Linked DNA regions of Arachis hypogaea: region 1 is linked to region 2. The links are chromatin contacts, called in public Hi-C maps. All regions are on one chromosome and are shown on one strand. Each heading gives the region's core, a stretch centred on a gene start, on an enhancer-like site or on the middle of the called end of the contact. The rest is flanking DNA. Distances are from core to core; before and after follow the strand shown.

Evidence for each region. A called contact is a pair of places that touch in the nucleus more often than the background predicts.
Region 1: a contact with region 2 is called in a Hi-C map of leaf, with 4 times the contacts expected there. The contact joins the enhancer-like site here to the promoter of LOC112754202 in region 2. A contact is called at or near these places in 2 of 8 Hi-C or Micro-C datasets (both in leaf).

What each region holds. Positions count from the first base shown.
Region 1 is chr16:49,994,800-50,000,447 of arahy.Tifrunner.gnm2.J5K5, reverse strand. No RefSeq gene overlaps it. Among protein-coding and RNA genes, the nearest start is that of LOC112760920, 19 kb to the left of the region's middle. Within about 2 kb of position 3,912, at least 2 of the 3 cell types and tissues checked have open chromatin away from gene starts, as enhancers often do.
Region 2 is chr16:49,875,582-49,881,261 of arahy.Tifrunner.gnm2.J5K5, reverse strand. LOC112754202 reads left to right here and starts at 1,295. Exons shown (of 17, transcript XM_025801767.3): 1 at 1,295-1,891; 2 at 1,990-2,112; 3 at 2,579-2,624; 4 at 2,718-2,875; 5 at 2,990-3,107; 6 at 3,575-3,657; 7 at 4,526-4,585; 8 at 4,837-5,085; 9 at 5,187-5,283; 10 at 5,435-5,482; 11 at 5,578-5,658. The coding sequence starts at 2,012.

The DNA of each region.
Region 1 (5,648 bases), core at 2,663-5,162, 120 kb before region 2:
TCGCCAAGGCAGTCCGGAGTCGACGGCGAATTCTGCAAAGAAGAAGGGCGCAACCTCTTGTGTCCGTTTTTGATAATGGCAGTGAAAGTCGGCACCGCAACGGAGACAGATTTGCCCTTCACCCCTTGCTGTTTGGAAGATGCCATGCGTGCCTTAGATCTGCTAACCGACCCGGTCTTCACCCCTGATTCGGCTCCTCTCATACGTAGCCCAAAGTCACGGTTCTGGTCCAATTTCTGATTTGAGCGCACCGGCATTTTATCTTTAGATGTTTGTTGGGCTTTGTTTGATTGACTCAATTTTCCTCTCCTTTTGCCGCTGACTTTGGTCCAGCCAGTCTCATTTTCCAAATGTTGGGACCCCACTTCCTTCCCATGCAACGTATCATCTAATTCCTCCCCAATTTCTGCAACTATCACTGACTCTTTGGGATTGCATCCAAATTCAAAAATTTTCTCTTTTGAAGCTTCCTGTGGCTGCACCACCCGGGCTGCCGTCTCGGTCACTGATGTTTCCTTTCGATCCACCCTTTCCGAATCTATTAGGGTCATTCTGCAGTCAGTTGCTGGATGCCCGAAACAATTGCACTTGTCACAAATAAGGTGTAAGCATTCATACTCCACCTTATATTCAAACTCATCGACAATCACACTCCGGACCACCGGCAAACCAAGATTAATTTGCACGCAAGCCCGAGCAAATTTTCCCCTTTCCGCCAACTTAGTAGCCAGATCCACCTTGACTGGTCTTCCCACAGCAGAAGCGATTCTCATCATGGCTTTATCCTGATAGTACCATATGCTCAAACCAGAGATTCGAATCCAAACCATAGTCTCCCCGAAAGTGTCCTCACAAGGTTTAAAATTCGGTGTCCATGGCTTGACCGCAATATAGTGACCGAAGATCATCCATGGCCCCCCTAGTAAAACCTTCTCTCGATCGTCCATGCGATCAAATTTAACGAGGAAGTACCCAAAACCCACATCCAAGATTTCATATCCACCGGTGATCCTCCATACCCCTTTCAATTTATGAAACATGGCCGTGTAACTAAGGTTTTTTCCAAGAACCTTAATCACAATTGCTTCCTTGTATGGTTGAGAAAGGATGTTCCTAGCCTCTTCGGAGAAGCAAACTCTTGGAGGCATAGGATCTCCTTGTTTTCCAGTGACCACTGCCATGGAATCCTCATCTAGAGCTTCAGCCCGATTTATCCCTGTGGCTACCGTAGAACCAATAACCTTGTCACGGAACGAAATCTTGGAAGTCACCCTGGAACTAAGGTCGCCCTTACTTGATCCCTCCTTCACACCTGATGCAAACCCTCCCACACTCTCCCCCTTATCTCTTTCGATGGCATGGCCATCTTCTTCACCGTGTTTCACCCTCAAACGCTCTCTCCCGCTCTCTCCTTCTCTCATTCTCTCTGAGTACGGAGTACGTACTCTTTCTCTGCTAGGGTTTTTTTTTTCTTTTTCCCCTGGCTCGCCCTTTTTGTCTCTAATATTTGCTATCTTAAAAAACATTCATAATGTTTAAGTTTACATAGCATACTCTAATTATTCGGGTTTAGTTCTAATTTTGATTAAAATTATTTTTTATACTAGTATTAATTAAAAGTTTTTCTTAATGTATTAATATTGAGTTGTTGAAAATTAAATAATATAACATGAATTGACAATAAAATTATTTTAGATTTATTTGTTTAAAACAATTTTTTTTAAATAATTTTTTTGCTTAACATTTTTTACTATCAAATAATTTAAATAATTCGTATTAGTTTGTACTTTGTAGTCCCGTGATAAGTTGAAGAAATAAAATCATTCAAACGGTAAGTAATTAGAATGATATCCAAATTTTTCAATACAAGAATTAAAATGGTAAAGTGTAATGATTTATTATCTTATTTTTTTTGTTTATTTTAAAATTAAAAAAACCAAAAATAGGATAATAAATAATTTTGTTTATTATGCAAATTGTAAAGTATAATGATTTGTTGTCTTATTTTTTGTTTATTTTAAAATAAAAAGAAAACCAAAAATAGGATAATACATAATTTTGTTTATTCTAAAAATTGTAAAGTATAATTTTGTTTGCTCTTTTTGTTTTTTCAATTTTTAGAATAAACAAAAAAAAATTTATACAAATAAAACCTAAAGCCTAAACTCCAATATTGATATATAATTGACAAAAATTTATTCAAAGTTTGTATCTCAATATAAACCACTTCATTTTATAAAAATTTCATATCAAATATCAATTTAATAATTTCTTTTTATTTTTACTATTTATTCGAATAAATTTGATCTTCAATTTTCTTTTTTTCTTTCCACTCATGAATTGTAAGCTTGCTTTTGATTTTTCATTGACTAATATTATTTATTTAGTATTTAGGGTAACAAAAAAATAATTTATCATCAAATTTTATTGACTCTACGAATTTTTTCGACCTATTAATATTACCTTATTCAATTTTTTGCCCAAATCTAGGGCTCATATCACAAGTCTAATTTTTTGATGTCCAAATTTTATTTATACTTCTTGTCAAATATCAAGTGTCCAACAGGTATTGGTCAGTCAAGCTTTATCCACTCTTAGCCACCTTTTTTTATGCCACCACAAACGTCACCGTCCAGAATTAGGTTTAATGAGTGGTTTGGACATTTTTGCTAAGTGTTTGGGTAATTGGACTAAATATAAACCCAACAAACTAAGTCCAAAAAAAAAAAAACCCAACAAACAAGCTTTTTCTATTTTCATATCATAGGATTATTTTTTAATATTTATGTTATTTTATGTTATTTATTTTTTATCATAAAATATATTTATCTTTGAGATGTAATATAATACATTTAATTTAAATTAAGTATATATTAAAAACTAAAAGATATAAAACACACTGTTTTTAAATAAAAAAGAAAACAATTTAAAAACTAAAATACAATTAAAGTAATATTTATGTTATTTTATTTTTTATCATAAATTTATTTATCTTTAAGATGTTAATATAATACATTTAATTTAAATTATGTATATATTAAAAATTAAATAATATAAAATATATTTTTTTAAAAAATTAAAAATTAAAATACAATTAAAGTGATAAATATTTTTTCGTGTATTTATTCTTTGTCATTCTATAACATATAATATATAAAATCATAGATTTTATGCGTATATAAAAATATTTATTTTTGATATTTGATTATTTCTTTTTTTTAATTTTATTATTGTATTGTATTTACATATATAAGACTTTGATTGATATTATATTTTTAGCTTCTATATTTTTAAGATTTGTATTATAAAATATTTATTTTTGGTATATTTATTTATAATTTTATATATTATTGTGTTATCATTTAAGCTATTTTATTTGAACCACAATTCAATTAGTTAAACCTCTAAATTAATAAATCATGAGATAAAATGGTTCGATGTCGATTCAATTTGGAGAACCTTGAGTTTGAGTAGAAGGTTATTAGAACAAAAGAGTTGAATAAACAATTGAAAATGCTGGTCAAATATTTTTTTTTTCCGTCAAGGGGCCAAATATTAATTTTGTTGTGCATAAACAAAAGTAGACATAGGCCCAATATTTGAGAGTACAAGGCCCGTGTTTCTACCCACCAGGTATTCATATTAAGTTATTAACACAGTATATCAATCAAGAGTTATTTAACCGTACACATGATTACTATTTGTTTTTGTCCACCATATTTTTAATCCGATATGCTAAGAATTAATCTATTGTAAGTTGGAGTTCTATTTAAAATTTGTCATTGACCAATATATTGCTGCATATACATAAGGGATTCGACTCGTATCACTTACTTAAGCGGCTAGACTAACCACTAAACCAATACTATTTCAGTATTTTGTTGGCCAACAAGCGGAACAAAAATCTGTGTTTGCGAAAGGAAAAAAAAAAAAGGCCTAGTATTATGCAGCATAATATGCATATAACTAGTGGATGAAGGGTCACCATATTGATATGTCTCAGCGACTCACGGTAAAAATATACACGAATGGAATATAATTTCTTTTTGAGTCATGGTATTTAACATGAACAAATTAATATTACATTACATGTAAAATAGAGTAATATCTCAAGAGAATTTCAAACCGATTTTTGTTAGACAAGTTTAATAATCGTGACATATTTTATTTACCATATTATTCTATTTTGTTAAAAAAATTTAAATTTGCATATCTTTTAATAAATAAGGATGCAAATGGATTTGTCTAAAACTTACTATAAGTTTGGTTAAATAATTATAAGCTGAAAATATATATATTCATAGAGTACTTGCAGGTATTGTCTTTGTAGGTACAAAACTTTTAGGATTGTTTTTAAATATAATGCTTTGATTTAACAATCTATACAATTGATTGAAAGTTTTTGGGTCACATTTTCAGCTATTTGTAGAAATTAAACTGCCAAACGAAAAATCACTTGGCCTATAAAAATAAAAATTTCATTTTTTTAAGTATATTTACAAAAAATGGTGTGAAAATCAGATCTTTAATTTAGACATAATTTTAATAATATTTTGATTATTACTTTCATATTTTAAATTTGTTTTTTGTCAATACTTAAATTTTTTCAATGTATTTTTAATAATCATTTAATAAGACCTCTCCTTTTAAGGCTTTAATTAGCTAAAACACATGAAAGCTAATGGAATAGAATTAATAATAGAGAAAATTCCATTCCTCCTCTTTTGCGAGATGCTAAAATGACACTTCTCTCTCCTCTATTTTATAAATGTACATTATCCTCCCTTCTAACTTTTAAGAAACCCCCTCTTTAATTCATTTTAAATTTTTTGTGTTAACTAATATTAACTTTATCCATTTTTTAAGAAAAAATAAATTATTTTTTGAGAAAATACCCATTAGTAAAAATTTTATTTTTTATCATTAAATTTTGCTTATCAAAATACCCTTTAATAAATTATTTTTTTATTGATTAAATTGTATTTTTACCAAAATATTTTTAAAAAAATTAGTAATTAAATTATTTTTTTCTAAGATACCTGCCCTTCAATAATTTTTTAATTATTAAATTGTGATTTTATCAAAATTTTTGTTAACAATTATTTTTATATTTTACTATTAATTTTTCGATATCAATATATATTATTTTAATATTAAATAAAAAAATCTTACTACTGTTAATATGCATAACAATTAATATATATTGATATTGAAAAATAATCTTACTAAAATTTTTTATTTAATGTTAAAATAATATATATAGATATCAAAAAATTAATAGTAAAATATAAAAAAATTATTAACAAAAATTTTAGTAAAATTATAATTTAATAATTAAAAAATTATTGAAGGGTATTTTAAAAAAATAATATATTTGTTAAATTTTTTTTTTAAAATACAATTTAATTAATAAAAGAATAATTTATTAAAGAATATTTTGGTAAGCAAAATTTAATGATAAAAATAAAATTTTTGTTAATGGATATTTTTTTAAAAAATAATTTATTTTTTCTTAAAAAATGGATAAAGTTAACATTAGTTAACACAAAAAATTTAAAATTGATTAAAGAAGAGGTTTCTTAAAAGTTAGAAGGGAGGAAAGTGTACATTTATAAAATAGAGGGGAGAGAAGTGTCATTTTAGCATCT
Region 2 (5,680 bases), core at 46-2,545:
TATCCTTATGTTGTTAACCAGACTTGTATTTTGTGGATTATCTTTATGTATCACTTTTTGAGAATTTCATTACCTGATGTACTCATTCCTGGGAAAACAATGTACTACGTTTCTTGATACAGTTACTATTAACCACATATCGCAGGGGTGTTGTTTGCGTACAATGTTCATGCCTTCTACTGCGACCTGTTATTGCGTCGCAGCTTGGTCACCCAAACTGAATTCCATTAGCAATGCTTACATTACACTTGCTAGTACTGTTTTACTTCAGTTGGTTGCTCCATTATTAATTCTGTGCATTTTATGTCTTTTAACTTTTGGTGTAAATACAACGACTTAATAAGGACAGATAAATATTTCTCATATACCAAATTAAGGTTAATCTTGAAATCAGTTGCGATTGAATATCACAACATTTGCATCTGCATCAAGAATTTCCAGGTACATGTCCAATTGTCTATATAGAAGTGCTACTTGACCAGTTGTACAGGAGGGTTGGGATAACATTATTAACGTGTGGAACAGTATTCAGCCCTTTTTTTCGACGGGAGTCCAAGTCCATTACGATGATCCAACCCGAATTCAACAACTTCCCCATCCCCACACAAGTTCCTCTCCTCCACGCGGGTCTTGTATCTTCGTTTCCACCTCCATTACCGCTGTCTTACGAACTTCTTCTTCGAAACACCGTTTCACGCGACCGCATCCTCATAGTTTCGCTGTGTCTTCAAAGCGGCTGTGTCCTGTCTCCCAAGATCTGCAACGCTCACTAGGTGCCGTCGCCGCTCTGTATTAGACCGTCAAACACCTCCACCATTCAATCTCCCATCCTCGAACCCTCTCATTGGCATCGAGTTCCATCGATGGGCTTACGGAGCTCTCCCTAAGTGGCCGACGTCGTGCCGATGCCTCACCTCACCAAATCTCCTCTCCATTTCATCACCGCCATGCGAATGATGACTATTAGAACGTCGATGATAATTATGTGTGCTTTTTTGGGGTCTGGGTCTTGTTTCACACGTTTTTTTGGGGGGATAATGGTAGCCCACGATCCAGATATCATAATGAACAAAAAAGTTAACCCATTTCATCCAAAAAACTAATAAACCGAGTCATAAGAGTTAAATGAAACCAAACCAAGTTGAACCGGTTTATAATTTTATCAAACTTTGGATCAAATACATAATTTCCAATGAATCTCGTACCGATGCAATTCTGGCCATTAAAATAGCATCTTTCCATCTGGTCCATCAAGGTTCGGATAATACTTTTCCCACAAAAAACAAAGCCATAAATATATTACTGAATCCAATCATTAGGGAAAAGAAAGGAAATTGAATTTGAACAGAAATTATCCGGAATCTCTCTCCGTTATGATTAGTGAAAGAGAATGAAAGTGAGAAGTGCAAATTATGACTTATGAGGGACTAATACGGAAGCAGTTTATATATGATTTGCTTCGAAGTTAGAATGTCTTGAAAAGGATATTCCCTAATTTCATATCATACGTGCTTTGCTCAAATTCCCAAAAACCGCACACACATGATAACATCACAATTCGCACACAAAACAAAACGTTGGACCGTTCTTGTTATTTCAGTTTCCGTTTTGTGGCTCACACAAACAACCTCCGCCATCCAAATTCCCATGTCCAATTCTTAATTCCAAAAGGGAAAGAAAAGAAGAGAAAAAAAAAAATCTCTCTTTCCCCTAAACCCCTTTTGATTCCAAATTCCAAAAGGGGATAATCATTGTTCACTTCTCAATTCTCAATCACAAGAACGAAGAACACTGCTTTTCATTGACACCTCAGCTTCCCCCGCAGGCTGATCTCGAACTTGCGGGAAAAAGAAAGAAAGGAAGAGAAGATCTCTTTTTGACGAAAACCCTGGTTTGCTTTTCACCAAACAGCTTCAACTTGTAATCTTTTTGGAGTCTCATTTGCTGTAATTTTTGTGTTCAATTGTTCTGTTTTCCTTCTTTTCTCAGGTTTCTGTGTTTGCGGGTCACCATGGAGATCGACAGAGCAATCAGGGAGTGTAGCGATAGAAGGCTTCAAACCAAGTACAATAACGCCACCTATGTTATTCAGAGAGCTTTGGCTTTGTATTCGTAAGTATTTCTATGACTATGAGCTGGGATTTGCTGATTTATTGGGTGGTTGTTATCCTAGACTTAGAGAGCTTGATTTGAGTCTGGGATTGGATTTTATTTATTGGTTGGTTTGTAGTTGTTTTAACTAGAAAGATGAATATACACTCAATGTGGATGGATGTTTGATTCATGTTGGATCTATTTTGTCAAAATTCTTGGGTAATATTGAATTTCCTTCCTCGGTTGTATTGTCCTTTTTGGAAATGATTGGCTGCCTGAAGATAGTCACCGGAATTTCCGTGTTAATGAAAATGTAACCAATGGCTGATGGTGTGCGGACAAGGTTTTGCTAGGTCTATGTTAGTCGAAGAGATTTATCGGTCATGCCTGTATTGAACTATAAAAGAAAATGGTGATCTTAATTTTCAATCTCATCATTGTAATTTTACTGGTGCTGCATGTATTAATGTGTTTCTTCATACAGCATTGAAGAGGTTGCTTTCAGTTTCAATGGTGGAAAGGATTCAACGGTAAGTTTTAACATGTGTATTTTAGTTCTTTTTTTTTAATCATCCATCAGTATTCATGAGCTTGTTAATGTGACAATAAGCTTTGACATGCAGGTTTTGTTACATCTACTTAGGGCGGGCTATTTTTTGCATAAAGGGGGACAAAATAGTGCCAATGGGGATCTGAACGATTTTCCAATTAGAACAATATATTTTGAGACTCCTAGTGCTTTCCCAGAAATTAACTCATTCACTTATGATACAGCTGCCACGTTAGTGAAGCTTTCTCTTCCTTATACTTTTGATTATTCTTTGAATTGTAATTGCAGTGTAGATAACATGGAAAAGAGATATTTTCTTCTTTCTGATAATTTGTTCTTGAGCAGCTATGGTTTGCAAATTGACACCATTTGCACAGATTTTAAATCTGGTTTGGAGGCTTTGCTAAAGGAGAAGCCAATTCGAGCAATTTTCCTTGGAGTTCGAATTGGAGACCCTACTGCGGTATTCCTATTGTTTCACCATGAGAGGGCCTTTTTCAATTGTCTTGTTTTTTTTTTCTCTCTGATTTATTGACTCCTAAACGCGAAAGCCCATTCTGTTATTCTACGTCATAAGATTTTACTCAGATGCTTGACACTTTTTAAAAGCAAAATCTAGAAGCAATTTACAAAAGAGAAAATTTTGCATATACAATCCTTAATCAAAAGCGATGTCTATACTTATCATAGATATACGTTATGAGGAAAAAATTAGTTACATAATAAGTTTCAATGTTCTAAATGTAGCTTATTACATTACATGCCGTTAAAGCTTCAAAATGTTCCCAATGCAGTAGTCGAGTAACATTGTCAGTAATACCATTAATCCCAAAATGCATCTTTTATGCTTTAAACTAACATTTGATTAGCATGGTTTCTGAAAATAGGAATATTGAATATTCTATTTATATGTGCCCTCTAATCTTTCAGGTTGGCCAGGAACAATTCTCCCCTAGTTCACCTGGGTGGCCAGCTTTTATGAGAGTGAATCCCATTTTAGATTGGTCATACAGGTTTGGTCCTTTGTTATAAAGTGTTTCTCTTTACTGCTTAGTTTCTTTTAATTTGAGATTAGTGAACACAATAATGATCTGAAAAACATGGTTCTCTTATAACCACATGTGTGATTGGTGCTAACTTATCGTCTTATCCAATAATCCTTTCATTTAATCATAAAATTCACACTGAAAGTGTCTACCTTCACATACTTATTTATTAGTGGTGGCTGAAATGCATTTGTTCCTGAAACAGTAGTACTAGAGATAGAAGTTAGATATGAAACTTTGTGGCTATTGGTTGTTTGGGCAGTAGTACCACTTATAGTATAGGTGGACCACTTCTTAGGTCTTAGCTATTTCCAAACTTCTTTTTGAGCACTCATTTTCATCTACATATCTAAGCTTTTCCCTTTTGGATACAGCCATACAATATTTCTAGTCAATTCTTGCCTAGTATGTAATTTTTCATAAATCTTTAATGCTGTTGCTTAATCAATGTAGTTCATCCCACTTGGTGGAAGAAAACTTGCTTGTTGCCATAGTTTAATAGTTGTTTTATATAATTTTCCTTCTTTTCAGTATTCAGAACTTTTCAAAGGGTATTTATTTATTTATTTTTAAATCTCAGTTAGTTTTTTAATTTTAACTATGTTTTCCTGAATCCTGAAGATTTTTGACAACTGTCATCATTCATCTTCTAAAGTAGCTTGATACATCAGGGAAATGATTTGATTACCTTCCTTCAACTTTTGCGTTAACTATTGGCACATCACTTGGAAATATATATTGTTTGTTCTTTTCCTTTATTGTTTATGTAGATGCTCTTAGAATGTCATAATATTACTTTCATTATGATATTGACTTGCCTTGTATTTTTATGTAGAGATGTATGGGCCTTCCTTTTAACTTGCAAGGTGAACTATTGCAGCCTTTATGATCAAGGGTAATATTCAGTATATGTGCTGGACCTTCTTTGTTGGATTTGATATACCTGTGTGCCATAGTTTTTCCTTTTTGTTTAACCTGCTTTCCCCCATATTAGCAACATGGAGAATAATTGGATGGTTTCATAAATTTGCTCGATCTTTGACCTAAGGAAACTAAATAAACTTACTGGTCCACCATATTCACATTAAGTTGTTTATGTTCATTCATAGAAATTTGGTGTGACTATTACGTTTTTTGGTTGTGCAGTTATACTTCGATTGGGAGCATATATGACACTGTTCCCAATTCATTATTATCCACCAGTGATTCATCCGATAAATTTAAACCAGCATATTTGCTTGCTGATGGAAGATTAGAGAGGGCAGGGAGGGCTAAAAGGCTATCTTCTTCTAATTGTGGACAACGTCCTGTTGATAGCAATGGCTTGAGTAGCCTAGATTTGCATAAAAACAGTATGCTCACAGCTTCGGTCATTGCTGTGGGAGATGAGTTTCTGTAAGTACTATGCTTTGCAGTGCAATTCTTATTTTCTTATAATCCTTTCTCCAACTATTTTGATGATGTTCTCCATATGTTTACTCTGTTCCATAGCTCAGGTTTGGCACTGTTGAGGATCAGTTGGGACCTAATTTGTGTAGAAAGCTGCATTCTGTTGGTTGGTCTGTGTTGCGACTTTCTGTTGTACACAGCAATGTGAGTTCGTTTCTATATCTGTGCTACTTTATGTATATTAAGTTGCATTCCATCAGAGCCCGAAGATGTTCCTATGAATCTTCGGATAATGAAGCACATGTACATTAATATTATACTTTGATGGGGTTTACGACATATCCTTTTGTACCAGATAGATTCTGTGGCCGAGGAAGTTGAACAAAAGAAATCAAGTGATATGGTATTAAACTACAGCACACAGAGTTACAAGTATTTGATTTCTTGATGATGAAATGGTAGCAATCTGATCTGGTTATTTATTGGGCCTACTTGTAGGTTTTTATATATGGAGGTGTAGGTCCACTGCACTCTGATGTTACCATAGCAGGCATTGCAAAAGCTTTTGGTGTTCGTTTGGTACATTGCTTCTGTCCTTATT